Regions from separate parts of the Mus musculus genome. Here all the other regions are linked to region 5. The links are chromatin contacts, called in public Hi-C, Micro-C and promoter capture Hi-C maps. All regions are on one chromosome and are shown on one strand. The core of a region is the stretch at or near the end of the contact, and the rest is flanking DNA. Distances in the headings are between cores, read along the strand shown.

What was found. Promoter capture Hi-C pulls out the DNA fragments that hold promoters and counts their contacts. A called contact is a pair of places that touch in the nucleus more often than the background predicts.
Region 1: a promoter capture Hi-C map of pre-B cells shows a contact between it and region 5, with 4 times the contacts expected there. The contact joins the promoter of Papola here to the promoter of Yy1 in region 5. A contact is called at or near these places in 1 of 39 promoter capture datasets (pre-B cells), 1 of 484 Hi-C or Micro-C datasets (CD8 T cells), 1 of 115 datasets of contacts at active chromatin or transcription factors (extraembryonic endoderm stem cells) and 1 of 9 other capture datasets (liver).
Region 2: a promoter capture Hi-C map of liver shows a contact between it and region 5, with 4 times the contacts expected there. The contact joins the promoter of Atg2b here to the promoter of Yy1 in region 5. A contact is called at or near these places in 3 of 39 promoter capture datasets (the C10 cell line, cranial neural crest and liver) and 4 of 484 Hi-C or Micro-C datasets (B cells, CD4 T cells, Th1 cells and 1 more).
Region 3: a contact with region 5 is called in a Hi-C map of CD8 T cells, with 6 times the contacts expected there. The contact joins the promoter of Tedc1 here to the promoter of Yy1 in region 5. A contact is called at or near these places in 1 of 39 promoter capture datasets (cranial neural crest) and 1 of 484 Hi-C or Micro-C datasets (CD8 T cells).
Region 4: a contact with region 5 is called in a Micro-C map of the G1E-ER4 cell line, with 7 times the contacts expected there. The contact joins the promoter of Glrx5 here to the promoter of Yy1 in region 5. A contact is called at or near these places in 4 of 484 Hi-C or Micro-C datasets (the G1E-ER4 cell line and erythroblasts).

What each region holds. Positions count from the first base shown.
Region 1 is chr12:105,783,444-105,786,795 of GRCm38.p6, reverse strand. It overlaps Papola (poly (A) polymerase alpha), which reads right to left and starts at 2,099. Exons shown (of 22, transcript NM_011112.4): 1 at 1,882-2,099. The coding sequence starts at 1,889.
Region 2 is chr12:105,683,926-105,687,299 of GRCm38.p6, reverse strand. It overlaps Atg2b (autophagy related 2B), which reads left to right and starts at 2,059. Exons shown (of 42, transcript NM_029654.4): 1 at 2,059-2,631. The coding sequence starts at 2,470. Gskip (GSK3B interacting protein) reads right to left here and starts at 1,948. Exons shown (of 3, transcript NM_178613.3): 1 at 1,842-1,948. The coding sequence starts at 1,855.
Region 3 is chr12:113,154,762-113,158,433 of GRCm38.p6, reverse strand. It overlaps Tedc1 (tubulin epsilon and delta complex 1), which reads right to left and starts at 2,013. Exons shown (of 8, transcript NM_134041.3): 1 at 1,863-2,013; 2 at 1,681-1,759; 3 at 1,071-1,273; 4 at 707-856; 5 at 267-365. The coding sequence starts at 1,997.
Region 4 is chr12:105,031,153-105,034,312 of GRCm38.p6, reverse strand. Glrx5 (glutaredoxin 5) reads right to left here and starts at 1,695. Exons shown (of 2, transcript NM_028419.3): 1 at 1,331-1,695. The coding sequence starts at 1,613. Snhg10 (small nucleolar RNA host gene 10) reads left to right here and starts at 2,034. Exons shown (of 2, transcript NR_003145.3): 1 at 2,034-2,353. Gm46374 (a long non-coding RNA gene) reads left to right here. Exons shown (of 3, transcript XR_003950254.1): 2 at 212-454; 3 at 621-1,335. It also overlaps Scarna13.
Region 5 is chr12:108,791,094-108,794,565 of GRCm38.p6, reverse strand. It overlaps Yy1 (YY1 transcription factor), which reads right to left and starts at 1,269. Exons shown (of 5, transcript NM_009537.4): 1 at 475-1,269. The coding sequence starts at 1,153.

The DNA of each region.
Region 1 (3,352 bases), core at 850-3,349, 3.0 Mb after region 5:
GTTACACACCCAACAAGACGTGGGAAGGGCCCTCCAGAAATTACCAGGGTTACAGCACTGAGGTGAGAAACTCTGTTAATGGAGAATGCAGAAATTTCAAGTATTTTAAAAAGCTTTAGCTTCCTCCATAACTTTTCTAAGTTTCACCACTATGGCAATCAAAAGGTACCAGCATTTTCCAAATTATGTATGTAATTATACACAAACCATATACCTTTGAGAATGTTTTGTAACGACTCAGTCCATTCTGACCATTCACCTGAACTGTCTATGCTTCAATCCCAACTTACATTGTCTAAATTTAACAGGCACACCAAAACCCACACTGGATACCAAACACAAACTATCCAGGAAATCTCAATTCAAAAGATCAAAAGTAAAAATCATGGCAAGTGATGCTGGCACACAGAAGAACAAGGCGTCCCATGGAGAGGTGAGCTCAGGGACAGAGCCCTCAAGAAACAAAGTAATGAGGAGGAAGGCAGGCCTGTCCTCCTCAGCCAGGCAGTCTTGGGTTTCCCTGGATTAAAAGTCCCAGTACACTCTGGATGGAGATAGAACAGCTTGTAAGAAACTGGCTATAGAGTTCAAATCCCATGAAACACACAAAAAAAAGGGGTCATGTGCATGTCCATCTGTCTTGGCTCCATTTTTTTAAACCTAAAGGAAATAGACTGAAGAACTTCAAGCATAGACCTGGACATGTGCGGTGCTCATGCAGCCTCCTTGTACCGTTCCACTTTCAGAAGTGCACTGAAATAAAAACTGCAGGAAACCTGTACTCTCCCTCCTACCTTCACTCCCAGACACAAGATAACATTTCTAATCCGAAGCCTTCCCTTTAGAGTGTGCAACCATATCTTTTTTTAAGCACTGATGTATCAGAAAAAAGTCTGGATGAGCTAATACAAGGTCATCATGTGACAACACCTCACTCACTCACATCTACTTGAACCCCACTGAAAAACACCAAACATCTTTATAGATTCTATTCTCGTGCTCCTTTACCCTTGTTCCATGAATAAGGAGTCAAAGGGAACTTTGTGGTTAATTAAGCCCAACAAATGTTATCACTACAGAAATACAGCTGACAGGTCTCTGGACTAAACATCAGGGTCGAGTAAAGCTAGCAAGCTAGTGTGTGAGAAAGAAAAGCGCATGAAATCCATTTTTAAATTAGTAAGTACAACCCTAGATCTGTCACATTGAGGCTACGTCCAAAACTGCCTCTCTTGTTTGGAAGAAAAGCAGTCGCACGACCTAAAGCCTTTTCGCCAAGATAGGTTAGTTGGAACATAAAACCCTCATCTACTTTCGAATCCCAACAACCGGTTTCCAAATATCTTTCTTAGGAGAAAAGGGGGGAGGGGGGAAATTAAGTAAAGAAAAATCACGGTCAAGTGTGTAAAGTAGACCTAGCGACATTAGAAGGCCTAAGTGAATTAGCTCAAAGCGTACACTCGCAATCACAACACAAGTGACCCAAGGGCGGGAGCGATCAGGTAGCGCGCCGAAGCCAGGTTGCCTAGTCACAACAAAGCAGGGACGGCGCCGCCCCGCAGCCCGCCGTTCCGGAAGCTGCCCCCGGGCCGCCAGCGCGGCCTGCTCCCTCCCGGCCCCGGTTCCTCACCCGCTCCGAGGGAAGCGGAAGTGGGGAACTAGGGGGCTGGACGGCGCCATGGTGAAACCGGGACAGGAAGGAACCCGGGAGCCGCGGCCCGCCAGTCCGCGCCGGGCGCCGTTCCGCTTGGGGATCCTGCGGGGGCCCCGCGCCCGAGGGGCCGGAAGCCGCGGCCCGGGGCGCCCGTGCGCCTCCCCTCCCCCTCCGCCACCCCCGGGGCCCGGCCGGCGTGCGCCTCACTCAGCACGCCAATCACTTACAACGGCATCGTCTCCGGCGCCGGCACCGCCCAGTCACTTCCCCCCCGCGACCGCTGCCGTCCTGGGCATGATCCACCGAGGCGGGAAGGACGGCAGCCTACCTCAGCCCCGGGGCCAACCCAGTCCTGCACCCGTGCCCCGCCGCTTTAAGCGCTTCTCCTCCTTCCCCTTCGTCCTAACATGGCGCCCGAGCGCTACCACAGCAACGTTCTAGAACCGCTGACGCCGCCACGCACACCGAGCGCGCGCCTGCGCGCGCGCTGCGCGACGCCGCAAGACCTGACGGGAAATGTAGTTCTCGGCGTGAAGCGGCGCTTCTCCCCCTCCCCCCCCCCCCCCCCCCCCCCGGTGATCTCACGCTTTCGTGGTAGAGCGTGGGATGGGTGCGGGAGGCTCCGAGCGAGAGGCTGTAGTTCATTCGCTTGGCGACGCCGTCCTGGCGAATGAGAGTGACGCAGCCGTGGCAGCGATGAGAAGGGGGCGCGGCCCAAGCGGGCGCCACGTGCGGGGCAGCCCAAGCGCGGGGGATGCCTGGAACCGAGAGCTGTTCGGTGCCAGTTGCACCTCCGCTGCGTGGGAGAACTGCTTTTTAAACATCGATGTGAGTGAGGACTTAAATGTGTTAGAGCCCAGTACAGAGCCTGTCCCAGAAGTGTGGCCGTGGATCCCCTCCCCTGACGATGACCCTCTGCATCTGTGTTGCCCAGACCTGTGCTTCTCATGCCAAATGTGCAGGGCAGGGGATTCCGGACCAAGGCAATAATTTAATAAAATTGACAGTAACCTTTGGGGTTTTGGCGGGTTTTTTGTTGTTGTTGTTGTTGTTGTTCTTGTTTGTTTTATAAGACAGGCTCCCATGAAGCTACTAGCCCTTAGTTTCTGATCCTCCTGCCTCCACCTCCTGAGTGTTGACATTACAGGTGTGAAACACCACTACCAATTTTATGTGATAGATTGGAATATACTTCTGGGTGTGACTATGACCTTGTCTCTGTGCTGAAGAGTTAATGCAGTTGGGCAGGTGAAGTTCGGGTTACTGGACCATACTCAGAAAAAGGAGCCATTCCTAGTATGCTGGGTTCATCTTAAGATAATGTATTTTTCCTTCCTAAAATTTCCAGCCCCTGGCACACTTCTTACGGGGTTTGGCTGGGTACACTCACCATTCTGTTCTGAGTAATCATTAGAAAGGCCCAACTATTCCTTTTCCTTCTCATAGCTTCTTGAAAGAAGCTTTTGGCCGGGCGTGGTGGCGCACGCCTTTAATCCCAGCACTCGGGAGGCAGAGGCAGGCGGATTTCTGAGTTCGAGGCCAGCCTGGTCTACAAAGTGAGTGCCAGGACAGCCAGGGCTACACAGAGAAACCCTGTCTCGAAAAACCAAAAAAAAAAAAAAAAAAAAAAAGAAAGAAGCTTTTGGAGGTCCCCTGCACTTAGGGCTTCCTTTCACTCCTAAAGCTCCCTCCCCATCC
Region 2 (3,374 bases), core at 810-3,309, 3.1 Mb after region 5:
CGCCTTTTATAAACATTAAAAGAGCCCTGTGACTTGGGAGTTTGAATCCCACTTCCGCTAAAGGTGTGATGACAGTTCTCAACTCTTAACTATGCTAAATTTCTCCTAGAAAGTATAAGTGTTCAAGGCAACACCCTTAACACTTTTGGTGCAGTACGCTTGCTTTGTGGGAGTCTCACTTTCTTCCTTCGGTATCTGGAGATGCAGGCATCCTCTGGACAGCTTGTGCTATTTTATACTGTGTTCAGGAAACCATATCAAGCAGTCACCAAACAGAGCCTAAAGTCCAGTTCAAACCTCCTAAAGCCTGATACACAAGGTCCTGCTGGGACTTCCCACCCAGCTCTGTTTATAGTACAGAGAGTACTGTCATTATTTACTTGTAAGGTTCAGAGTCTCTTTGAGCCAGGGTCTCCCCATGTAGACCAGGCTGGCCTTCAACTTAAGGAGAGAGCCATCTGCATCTGTTTCTCTAGTGCTGGGATAAAACTGTGTACCTGATGCCGGGTAAGCATGTCTTATTAGTGTCAAAATATGCCTAGACCCAACCGGTTCTAGTCTTCAGGGCTTTCCTCCAGGCCAAACCACAGAATTTGGATTACTGCTCTGTCCTTCAGCACTGCCCTGGCTGTTTTCACCTTTGGTCTTCTAAGCCCAACATTCCACTATTAGCAACACTGTAGTTAGCAGTCTTAGGCCAGATTATGTAGCATTTCTTTTTATTTCACCCAGAGCAAAAGTTCCATCATTCCTTGCGATGGCTACACTCCTTCCTGTCTTCCCTCCTCAAATTCCTGGTACTTACCAAGCATTACGCATGTGGTAAGCCTTGCAGGTGGTGTTCTTATCTGAAAAATAACTCAGACGTTCATGTATCTTTCTACCTCCAAGTCTCCAACTAAAATATCATCTTTTAAAAATAAGAGGCCCTTTCTTACAAAGCACATAAAGACTCCGAATGGTGTGTGGTGGTGCAAGCCTGACATTTCAGCATTTGGGAGACCCTAATTTCTAGGGCAGTCTGGGCCACATAAGTTCAAAGTCAACCTCAACTACCTACCCAGTGAGAGACTGTCTCAAAACCCAATCCAACTAAACCAAAAGAACCCATTTTGAGGATGCCCCATTCACGGGCCAGAATTCCTTAATTCGGTCTCCTCAATCCAGGACTCGGTTTAGGTTCCTTCCCGGCACACGTCATTTCATTTGCCTCAATTTTCGAGTTTATGATATTAATCTGCTCACACCTGGCTGAGGTGGCAATGTAGGCTCAGAGAGGGTAGCATAGGTTCAAGGTGGCCCAGTGTCAAGTGTCAGGAATCTAACCCAGGACAGCAGACTTCCGGGCCTTTAGGGGCTGCCCTCCTAAGGAGCCAGCTGCGCCTCTTCACAGACTGTCTCCCTAAAAGATAAAAATCGGGCTGCGCAGAGCCTGCGGAGAGCACAAAGTCTTCCAGGAGGCAGCAGCCCCTCAGCGGGTCGGGAAGCGCCAGGATTTAACAGAGGAAACCGTACTGCCCGCAATCGCCCCGATCCCAAGTTTCCTGGTCGTCGGCGTGGCGCTCTGCAAACGGCAAACTACTAGATGCTTTGCAAACAAAGCCGGCAAGGGGGTGGGGGGGGGGGCAACCTGATGACAATAGGCATCGGTCAGAACCCGGACAGAAACGCCGGGTCTCCAGTCCTCGCCCTGCATCCCCGCATCACTTCCCGCAGGACAGCCCAGGCCGGACCCGCCCCCAGACCTCCGTCAGCCCTAGTCCGGGCGTCCGCCGGCGCCCACCACCCGGCCGCGACTGCAAGGTGAGGCTCCACGGGCCGCAGCCAGCCCGCCCACTCACCTGCGAGCGCCCATGTTCTTATCCTTCCTCGTCCGGAGACTGCTGGGGCCAGGATCGCGGCGCCGGCACCACCCCCGCCCCCGCAGTTGCCCCGCCCATTCACCACCGGAAATGCTCCGGCCCGGACTCTTTTTTTCCTGCCTTTCCAGCCCCGCAATATGGCGTCACTTCCGCTTGTGCCCGTTGCTCGAGTACGTGCCGGGAGTCTGGGTCTCGCGAACGCGCCAGGAGCGTGTCTCAGGCGGGAGCGCGCCCAGTAGATGACAACAAATTAGTCGCGCCGCGTCGGAGTCTTGTCTCGCCTCAGCCGCCAGCCCTCTCTGTCTGTCCCTCTGTCTCCCTACCGACGGAGCGCTTCGGAAGCTCCCGGCTTGGGGCGCCCGGTTCTGCTCAGCGCCCAGTCCCCGCCGGGCCTAGTGCGAGCGTCGCGACGCGGGCCATGGGGTTGCCCTGAGGGACGGCGGCGCCGAACCGACATGCAGCGGCCACCGCGAACCTAGATCCCCACCGCGGCTTGGGGACGCCGCCGGGCCGACCCTGAGGCGCTGCCGCTGCCTGGAGCCCAGGTCGGATCCCCCGAGTCGCCGCCGCGTGCAGCCCCGGCTCCCTCGAGCCGCCAGCCCTCACCATGCCTTGGCCATTTTCAGAATCCATCAAGAAGAGGGCCTGTCGCTACCTCCTACAGAGGTACCTGGGCCACTTCCTGCAGGAGAAGCTGAGCCTGGAGCAGCTGAGCCTGGATCTGTACCAGGGCACCGGGTCCCTTGCCCAGGTCCCCTTGGACAAATGGGTAAGCTGCTGTCAGCCAGCAGGGGTAGGAACTGGCTCTCCCCAGGGCGAGACCTGAGCGACTGTCATCCAGCATCGGGCACGTTCGGTTCTCCTTTGGGAATTGTTTAGATTCAAGTGTGGCCCGGCTCAGGGAAGTGTGTAAAGTGTAGCAAGTTTGCGCTCCTAGATCACGTGCTCCGGCTTAAACGGTGTAATGGAGGCACACACGGGGCGAAACAATCGAGTCATTGGTTGGGGGGGGGGGGGGGCGCTTGTGAGGCAGGCCCAGGAAAGTACGTGGCCACCCTTGCCTCTTGGGCTGCGAGTGTCTGCGGTGTTCCTAGGCAAACAAACCCTATTTCTGTGGATGACGTTAAGAAAAATTAAAGATGAAGAGGAGGTGACAGAAATCCCCAGTTATTTATTTTGGTCTGGATGCTGGTATATTTGCGTTTGCTGGGTTGGTTGTCTTCATTCACTGAAAGAAAGTTAGGCGAAGGCCCCTCTTGCCAGTTTGCCTGCTCTGCTTGCGTGAGGTTGTGAATGGCCCCAGTAGTGCTGTTTAGATTTGCCCTTTTGCTTCACGTGATAGATCGACAGGTCGTAAACGCAAATGTTGCAAAAGCTCGGGAGCCGAAGCCGCAGCGTCAGCCTTTTTTTAAAGAACCTGTTTCCTCCTAGAGGCTGTGAGTTGACTTCACCTGAACTTTGAGTATATTCAGTTCGCCAGAAGCAGTTGTATTTGCATCAGTGGGCTAAAAT
Region 3 (3,672 bases), core at 764-3,263, 4.4 Mb before region 5:
GCTCTGAAGGACAGCCGGCCTGCTCACACTCAGGCTTTCCTACCTCCAGATACGTCAGGTAGAACTAGAGGTTCATCTCAGACCTGACAGCAGTGTTTTCCCATTCCAGTGGTCCCCTTCCGGAACCCCAACTGTGACACTAGCCACCCACAGTAACAAACGACAGTGATTGGCTGTCAAAGCCTAACACCAGCCGGGTATTTCCCCAACAGACCAAACACCCTGCCATGAGGCAGCGCCCACTGCAGCACCCTGCCAATCCTCACCTGCTGACCGCTCTCTGGATCTCTAAGCATCTCTGTTTCGGCAACAGAAAGATGGCCAAGGCTCTGTTGGCTGTGGCATCCCTGCGTGTACAGGTGGATCTGTAATAGGTAAAATAGCCAGGCTGGGGAGTAGCTCCCAGCAAGATCTTTCAGCCGAATATGGGCACCTTTAGAGACCACTTATAACCAGAAAGGACAGAGCTGGGCTCAGGATACCCCAGTAATACTGGGGGCAGAGGCTGCAGAAGGGCACCAGACAACTTCACCGAGGGCTTCCACACCTTGCTCACCAGGACACAGGTAAAGCACGGTCCGTCCCTGCTTGTAAAGGTCAGAGTTGGGATAAGCCCAGCAGTCCAGTGGTCCAATAGTGGTGACAGAGATGGACCCCAGGGAAAGGCAGCCTGGGCACAGGGTGAAGAGCCATGTGCCTGTATTACCTTGCTGAGGAGGATACACTGCTCCTGCTGACTAGAGATCAGGCATCGCCACCTAAACCGCAGCCTTCCCATCAGCCATTCCACTAGTCGGAGATCCACGGGGCTCTTTGGTTCCACAAAGGGTGCAGGAGGACCAGGACTGGTTGGGGCCTCACAGTAGAGAGGGAACAAGAGTCAGCCCTGCTATACATCCCATATCTCGAGGAAGGACCAGGACAGGGAAGCTGTACTACTGACGTACATCCTCAGCTTCAAAGCTGGATGAGAACCACACCAAGGGCAAATACCACATGAGCTGGAAGCCCGGAGAAATCCACGGGTTCTGGGCAAAGCAGGGCTCTGACACCCTCAATTACATACTCACCTCCCACTGGGGCAACTGGTCACCCAGCTGCACACGGGTCTGGGCAAGCAGCTGCTCAAGCAAGGGTCCTCGGGCGAGGAGCCAAGACAGGGCCAACAGCAGTTCCCGGCTTCCCTGAGAACTGCCGTCTGGAAATTGTAGCAGCACAGACCTGGGGTAGCCTTGGGAGCCCAGTGCTGATTTCACCACACAGGCTTGGGCCTCTGGAGTGGGAAATGATCAGATCAGGGGGTGCTAACCTGGAGATTTCACCTGGATCCCTCTGGGGACCTGAGAGCACCCCCTAAGCTTAGAACCTGCTAAGCGTGGACTAAGGAGGCGAGATCTGAGAGTCTATGAGGAGGCAAAGTGATAACCAACGGGCAGGATTTCTGTGAGTGGTTGGCCAGTCTCAGCGTTTCACTGGAGTGATAAAGCCACTACTACCCAGGTAAGCGTGGTAAAGGCTAGTGGGAACTTATACTAATGGAAGTGGGCGCAACAGCGAGAGGAGCAGGTGCCTGCAGGAAGGGAGGAAACAACAGAGGAGCTTTGATGGGGCGGGACTTGGTGGGTTAAGACAAAACTACAATAGCCTTGGGGAGCGGCTTTCTGAGAGGGCGGGGCTTACCTGGGGCAAGGTCGGTCCAGGTATTGTTTGCAGCAAGCGGTGAGAGCACGCGCAAGAGAAGCTGCCAGAGCACTGGAGCCTGAAGCAAACGAGGAGTTTGTAGTCAGCGGGTATCAGGTGTCACCTACATCAGCCCAGGCAACGCCTGCCCCGACCCCGACCGCCTACTCGAATAGCCTCACCGCCTCAGGTCGATCGAACTTGGCGCGGCGGAAGATTTCTGGGCTGGGCCCAGCAGGCAGGCACCGACTCAGCGCGGCGACAGCCTCAGGCAGGGCCCGGGCAGCCCCTTCCACCCGGCTCCGCCGCCGCCGCATACAGCCAGCACTAGACAGCCTCGGATTGCCCGCTCGGGACCCCGACCAATCACAGTTCCGGATGAGGCCCGCCTTCTCCCCTCAGGCCCAATGAACGATGACTCTGGCGTTTGAGTGCCTACCAGTCTATCCCGTAGGCAGGCACTTCCGGGGTCGGGGGCGGGGATTGGAGGTGCCAACTCCGTTGGAACTCACCAATCAGCACCTCGACTTATCAACCGCCTTAGCAACCCCGGGCTAGGGAAGCGCGAGGCTGGAGGGCGCGCATGCGCCCGAGGTGTTCCCTGGAGGAGCGGAGGAAGGAGCAATGTGGCTCCACCCAGCCACGAAGGGAGTGTCTCTGCGAAGCCGCCCTGGAAGGAACCCGCCGCCAGGGGTCGCCAGGCCTCCGCGAGAAGCAGCTGAGCCCTGCGAAGTGGGTGGGGAGTTCCGGGGGCCACGTCGCCAGAAGTCTCTTCGGAAAGCCATCCTCCCTCTCATGTACAGCCAGCCCCAGACTTCCTTGTCCCCATATTCATTCTTCCTCCAGCCACTAGAAGAGCAGTTTTTAAGGAAAATTCTCCACTTCATAAAAGGGTGCGGCCCTCTCTTTTAAGGTTGAACTTAGTTTTGCACTCAGCCCTTCAGGAGCAATCTTGGTAAGCTTTGAGAATCCCGCAAGGATTCACAGTAGCTACATGACAATGGCAGAATGAACCCAGAGTGCAACCTGATGCACGGGGAAAGACATGCAGTCGGCAACTATCCTCCGCAACCGGCATGAGCCTACTACGTGGCTACAACCTAGGTGAAGCCAGAGCAGCCTCTGTGGGAAGCCGGATGCGAAAGATCACATTATGTGCGCCAGTGCGTGTGGAGGAGGGCCGGACAAAGGCCGGACGCTGCCAACGGTGATCCAGAGACAAGCCTGTAGGCGACGAGTGGCAGGAAGAATTGCTGGGGCGAGACCTGAACGCTCGAGCGGACACAAACTAAGCTTTGTGCCCTCGATGTCGCCACCAAAAATAGTTGGAGCAGCGGACAGACAGTACTGCGTGTACTCTGCATCTCAAAGCTAGGAAAGAAGAGGCAGGTGGAGAGGGAGAGGGTGCGGTGCGGAAAAGGAAAGTGAGGTGAGAGGGAGGGGCAGAGCTGTCCCTTGGCACCTGCCAGTTTAACGGCGGTCTACAGGATGGCCACGCCCTCCGGAAGTGCGGAGACTGCGGGCTCACCTTTACCTTGACCCTCCCTGTGTTTTGCTGCAGACCTTCCTCTGCTCATCTGGATACCTTCAGCTATTCTGCCTCAGGGTCTCCTCCTTCCTGGCCCCTTGCCACACAGCAAATGGCCTCGCCCAGCTAGTTTCTACCTGCTCTTCCTGCCCTCGCTTCAGAGCCATGCTATACTGCACACCTTAAACACGAAGCGCCCTGAAAAGCACAAAGACTTGAGTTCTTGTCTACTGTGCCAAGGAACTCCTGATACACCCTTATGGAACTCTCTGCCGCTTAGGCTTCTTTGCAATACTATACACTTCCCTCACCTGACCTGCTCATTCCTACAGGCCTCTCAGGTTGCTGGAGGCCCAAGTCTACTCCAGTTGAGAGACGTGGATCTGGGCTCGAGGGGCTGGAAGTATGAGGAAGACAGGGGCCTTAAGGGTGGAAGACAACAGGGGAAAGTGAGTTTCTGCCCT
Region 4 (3,160 bases), core at 446-2,945, 3.8 Mb after region 5:
GCTGCCACGTGGTGGGTGCCTTCTGTGCCAGAGAGGATGACATTATTATATACAGTAGAGAAGGGGGTGGGGGGTTCCCACAATGCAGTGCAGCCTGACTTTGAACTGGTGGTCCCCCTGCCTCCGCCTGAAGAGAGCTGGGTTATGGAAGTGAGTTACTATACCCGGCTGTAATTCTTATTTTCTCTCGTTTCCTCGTGGACTCTGCCAGGTTCGGTGTCATAATCTTCATTATACTGAGAAGGCAGTATAATGAAGTAGTATTACAGTAGGCTGTGCTGCAGACCCACCACAGATGATTCCAAGCCAAACCTGCTCTCCACGGCCCCAGCCTCATCAAGAAGAATGACCATACGACGAACAACTATAATCAGTAATTGCAAATGTTGCATACTCCATTCTAACACAGACAAGTCTCCTCTCAGCACAGTGACCAACCCAGAGCACTAAATCAGTAAGATGGGGGGGGGGGGGCTACTTGAATACAGGGTTCCCCGGATTCCACTGAAGGAGGAGCAGGGTGCGGGGAGGGGGCAGCTTTCCCATTACCCGGCCCACCTTGACCGATTCTTGCCAAGAATCAGAACCAAATCCCTGGCCTTTCTCTTCCTCGCTCACAGCAAGCACAAGACGGAGAGAAAGGCGCCTGCCTGGTACTGTGTATAAAGGATTCCAACTAGACGTCAGGACGCAGTCGCTTTGCCTTGGGGCCAGTAAAAAGCTGTTCTGCTCTCTGCCCTTTGGGCCCAACCTGGCCGCAGTTTGCTAATCTGGTCGGGGGTCAGAAGTTTTCTTAGTGGCTTCCTCTTTCCGCTGAGCCTCTACCATGTCTTAGTCTCCACACACTGTTCTTTGATGCTACAGTATCTAAAAAACAAACTTCGTGTCTTTCCCAACGTGAGTCCGGCTAGACTATGGTGAAACCTTCTCTCCAGCAAGAAGACAGTCCCTGACCCTCGGGGCCTTAAACATTATTAGTCAGCCTCTGACCTCGTTAGGCACACACAGGCAAGCCTGAAACCTCTTCCCTACATACGTAGTAGCATCAGTCCCTCACCTAGCAAGTACGCTGCTGGCTTCCAAGCCCTCAAATTGTCCCCAAGGGTATTCGCAGTGAGTCCCCCTCTCAGCCAGCCACTCCCCAGTCGACCTGCTCAGAGGGGATCATGATGCCGACTACCCCCTCTCCTATGCAGTCAGAAACATCTCGCCCCGAGGTGGGCCGAGGCGAACCCTCCGCCCATGTGGCTACACAACCAGGGAAGGCCCTTGCTCCTCGGGATCTGCTCAAGTTCACCGCGCCCTCGCAATCGGATCCCACGGGCCTGACCTTGCCTCAGCTCCGGGTCGTCCAGCACGTTGTAGGCCGCATAGTCGCGAACACCGTGCAGCCGCAGAATCTGCACCACGGCGTTGCTGAAGCCGCACTGGGGCTGCTCGGGCGTCCCCTTGAGGAACACCACCACCTTGTCCTTCTTCACCAGCGCGTCCAGCTGCTCCGCCTGGCCGCCCGAGCTCGCCGCCCGCACGCCGGCTCCGGGCAGGCCACCGCCACCAGCGCTTCGCCCCCAGCGCAGCAGAGCCGCCGCCGCCCGGCTCAGGGACGCGCTCATGCCCGCTCGCTGTCCACCGCCTCTGCGGCCACTCCAGGGCTTACAGAGCCCGTGGTGTCCGGCCGGCCCACCAGAGGCTCTCATTGGACAAGCTCTGGGATGAGTCTCGTGATTGGACAATACTGGCTCAATTCCACCAATCACATCGCTTACACCGTAGGGTGGGCCTTCCCTGGGAGCCGCGTCCTACAGGCTTGCTAGTGAGCGAGGACGACCGCTTTGCGTGTTGATTGGACAAATCGGACGTCCGTCGGTGAAGGGCATGAAGAGGCGTGACTAGAGGAAGCCGGCTTTCCTCGTGCGGGCGTTCGAGGCCTGGCCGGATACGCCAAGATGATAGGGCAGGCGCGAGGCGGGGCTTCTGCCGCCCGCGGCACGCCGGGAAGGAGTCACGTCCAGACGCAGCTTCCGGTTCCTTTTGCGGTGATTGCTACGGTAACGCGGCCGGTAGTCCTGCGATGGCGTGCACCAGAGAGGAGGTGGCCTTCCATGCCTCACCGGCTGAGGCCAGCCGCGAACCTGGCGTGTCCTGGTCTGCCCGGGGCTCCAGCCTCCGACCCGCCATGCACATGGACATCCAAGCCGTGTCCTGCGGCCTCCCGTGGGATTCTTCCTCCAGAATGAGGTTTTTTTTTTTTTTAGCATAAAACTATAAGTATTGTGTATGTATGATCTGCGTGCATGCATCTTCAGAAGACGACTTTTATAAAGGGTCCGGGGATGGAACTCTAGCTTGCAGGGTAAGTCCCTTGGCACGCTGAGCCCTCTCCCTGGCCTCTAGAATGATGCTCTTCTCGTAGAAACGTGTAAAGTGCTCTAGCCGTGGGACGGCTGGCTTTGGGGTCTCGGTGACTACTGGGGTCGGGAAGGATTGAAAGAACAAGGGAATTGGTGGGTTGCCGGGCCCTGTGGCCATTGTCTGCAACGTTGCCTTGCCTCTTAAGAGGCTGAGGCAGGAGGATCAGTTGAACTCAGGAGTTCTAAATAAGCCCGAGTCAGCCCGGGCCGTACAGCAGGACCCTTTTTAAGAGGGAAAACGGAGGGTGAGGATGTAGCTCAGTAGGAAGTCGTTTTCCTAGTGTAAGCGACGTCCAGAGTTCCACCCCGTCACATGCACACAGACAGTAATAAAAGAGAGTATTCTCTTAGTGAATTCCGGTGTAGATGATGATGGCCCCAGGGTAGAGTGCTTGCTTGCACATCTGCTGGGGATGGTGCAGAAGAGTGGGCAGGCGCGTCGTTTTTTTACATGGACTTCCCCCTAGAACAGAGCCCCGGGTGTGGTCAGTTCTCCCGCCGGTAGTACGCAGATCCAGATCCTGGCCAGCAGGCCTCCGCAGCCCACTATCTAATCTGCAGTCTTGGCCCTGCGCTGGGTTAGCGGTACCCTAGAGCACACCAGACTTGCAGAGAAAGCAGACAACAGAGGAAGCTGAGGCATGCCTGCTCGAGAGGCAGCAGGCCCATGTGCAATTTTCCTCTGATAGGGCCTGGGTACTGTTGCCACGGTGATAATGGCTGTGCCGTGTCATTGTCGATCCACCAAC
Region 5 (3,472 bases), core at 20-2,519:
ATGCGCCGCCCGCTCCGGGAAGGGCTTCGGGGAGACGCTTCGCGTCCGAGGGGGCCGAGCTGAGCGGAGCCGAGCGGGGCGGGGCCCCGACAGCCCCCGGGGGACGGCGGGGGAGCGGCGCGCGTCCGCCCTGCGCCACGGCCCTGTCAACGCCCGGCGGGTGGTCCGGCGCGGGGCGGCGCCCTCAACCGGCCCCGCCGCACGTCCGTTGGCTCGGGCGTGGAGGGGCGCTGGCCCCTCCCTCCCCGCCCGCCGCCCCAGCCCGCTTCCGCTCGCACAAACTACGCCATTGCGGCCTAGCCGGGCGCCGCCCCTCCCCCGCGCCGCCATCTTCGCGGCCCGCCGCCCCCGCCATCTTTTGGGGCCGCCATACTTGCCCGGGCGGAGAAGATGGCGGCGCCCATCACACACATAAAACATGGCTTCCCTTCAAAACAAAAACATCCCGAGCGGCGGCGCGCCGCCTGCACTCACCCGAGGACCACATGGTGACCGAGAACTCGCCCTCCAGGGTCTTGATCTGCACCTGCTTCTGCTCCCACTTCTTATTCCCCGGGTCGGCGCCGCCGCCGCCCGCCGCGCCGGCCCCGCCGCCCAGGTAACTCTTCTTGCCGCTCTTCTTGCCGCCGCCCTTCTTCACGCGACCGCCGCCCGACGAGGCCCCGCCGCCGCTCTTGCCGGCCGCCGCCACGGTGACCAGCGTCTGCTCTATGTAGTCGTCGTCGCCGCCGGCCGGCGCGGGCACCGGGATGAGGATCTGGTCCTCGAAGCCGTCCTCGGCGCGCAGCCCGTCCGAGTCGTCCCCGCCGACCACCTCCTCGCGCGTCTGCACCAGGATCACCTCCTGGTGGTGGTGCACTTGGGTCGGGTCGTCCGTCACCAGCGGCTGCAGCGCGATCATGGGCGGGTGGTGGTGGTGGTGGTGGTGGTGGTGATGGTGGTGGCCGGCGTGCCCGTGGCCGCCCCCGCCGCCGCCGTGGTCGCCGCCGCCGCCGTCCTCGTCGTCGTCGTCCTCCTCCTCCTCCTCGCCCACCACCGTGGTCTCGATGGTCTCCACCGGGATGGTCTCCACCTCGATCTCATGCAGCTCCACGATCTCGGCCGGCATCTCCGAGCCGTCCGTGGCGATGTAGAGGGTGTCGCCCGAGGCCATGGCTGAGGGCTCCGCCGCCACGGCCGCCGCGGCAGGCGGCCTCGGCTCCTGGGCTGCGGGAGGGAGGGCGGGCGGGCGAGGAGGCGGCCGGCCGTGGGGAAGGAAGGCAGAGGGAGGAAGGCAGCGGGCGGGCGGGGGGAGAGGGGGCGGGCGGCGGGGGAAGGGGCGGGCGCGGCGGCCGCGGGGCTTCCCCGCCTCCCGAGATCGGTGCGCCCCGCGCTGGCTCGCTCGCTCGCTCGGCCGCTGCCTGTCCTGCTTCCCCGCCTGCCTTCGCCTCGCCTCGGCTGCCTGCCCTGGCTGTGGCCGCGCCTCCTCCCGCCCTCCGGGCCGGCGTTACGCTGCCCCCTGCCTCCTGCGCCTCCGCCTCCTTCCACACAAATACCAACTCCTCAACCCCGAGCCCAGATCTCGCCGCCGCCGCCGCCGCCACACTCTGCTCCGGCTCGGCCTCGCGAGACTTCCGCGGGGCTCTCGGCCCCGCCCCGTCCCCGATTCCCCACTCGCTGTTCCGGCTCTCGCTCCTCCCTCGCTACCAATCGCAGGGCCCCTCGAGGCGCCGGGGCCCCGCCTACTCCCAACCAGGGTCCTCCCGATTGGGGGGGCCCCCGCTGGGGTAGGGGGCGTGGCGGCCCGCACGCGCGCTGGCTGGCCCCCCCGGCGCGTGACGTCAGCTCCGCGCCGCCGTCGCCTTACGGCGCTCGGCGTCGCGCGAACCCCGGCGTCCGCGGTGCAACAGTGACAAAAGTGCCGCTCCGGGGCCCCAGTCGCTGACAGGAGTGGGGCGTCGGCGCTGCGCCTTACGCCTCGGGAGCCGGCGAACTTTCCGCGCGACCCAGGCGCACGGTAACGAGCTGGGGTGAAGGGGGGCGCGCGCCTGGGGCTGGCGTGCTGCCGGCGGGGCGTGCGACCGGCGGCCGCGTGGCCGCAATAAAGTCTGCTCTGACGAGAAACGCCTGTGCTTGATTTTTGGTTTCCCGTTCGTTTTGCCTTTACTCGTTACTCGGGGTCTCGTGCGGTAGCGGCACGGACGGCGTAGCCGACCGTGTGCTGCCACGGGCTCTTTGGTCGCGTGCCGGTGGGCGGCGCGCGAAGGCGACCGCGGCAAGCGGAAGCGGCGCGCGCAGCCTAGGGTTCACCGTTGGAAGTGTGTCCGTTATTCTTTTATGACCCGCGGAAACCGGAGACCCAGCCGTTGGGTGCCTGTTGGAACGAAGGGTCTGGCTGCTCCTGTCGAGCGACTCCACTATTGTAGCTTTCTGAAAACTCCCTTCTATCTTTGAATAACTTGACACAGGCTTCGCCTATTCCTCGCTCATAAACATTCCTTTTGCCGAAAAGGACTATTTAAAAATATTCCTTTTAAATAGTCTTTGCATTTAGCTCTTTGAAAATTCCATGTCTTTTGTGATTTCCCTATTATAAGTAACAGCTTAGGTTTTCCTTGTTCAAATCATCAAATTGCTTAAGATACATTGTAGTGAAGTGTTTCTTCTGTGCTTCCTTTCGATAGACCAGGTGTGGTTTAAAGCAACATAAAGTTAGATTGCCTTTTTTTTTTCCAAGAACCGAAAATTTGAGCCAAGTGTATCTTATTTGTTTCTTAGATTTAACGGTCAGCTTCATCTGTTGAATATTCTGGATTACTTTTATCTACCGGAGTTGTTAGTGTTGAGGCAGGAGAGTATTCTAAATGCATTACATGCATCTTAGGCCAAACTTAAACAGTTGGGCATCTTATAATTTTAAACATACTTAGCAAGGTGTCCTTGTGCAGGTTTTTAATCTTTGGAGAGGGAGGTAAGTCAGGAGTTTAAAGCCAGCCTTGGCTACGTGTATAGTTTTCTGAAATACCTCGTTTCTAGGTTAACTACATAGCCCCCTCTATCCCAAAACTTTCTTCTGCTCCTGATTCCTAGGTTTGAAGATACACATTTGTGCTACAACATCTTACCTTGAATCCCTTAATCTCGGCATGAAGACAAATGATTATTGACATGCATTTTAAAGGGCATTTCTTGCCGGGCAGTGGTAGCACACGCGTTTAATCCCAGCACTTGGGAGATAGAGGCAGGTGGATTTCTGAGTTCCAGGACAGCCTGGTCTACAGAGTGAGTTCCAGGACAGCCAGGGCTACACAGAAAAGCCCTGTCTCGAAAAACCAAACAAAAGGGAAAAAAAAAAAAAAGGCATTTGTTTTCCTCCCACCTATATGAGCAGAAGCTTTGATGTCTCTGAAATTGCTGTCATTTCCCATTTTTCTGAAATGTACTTTAAATGCATTTAAGGTATGAATGTGGGAAGGCTGGGGGGTAAGAGTGG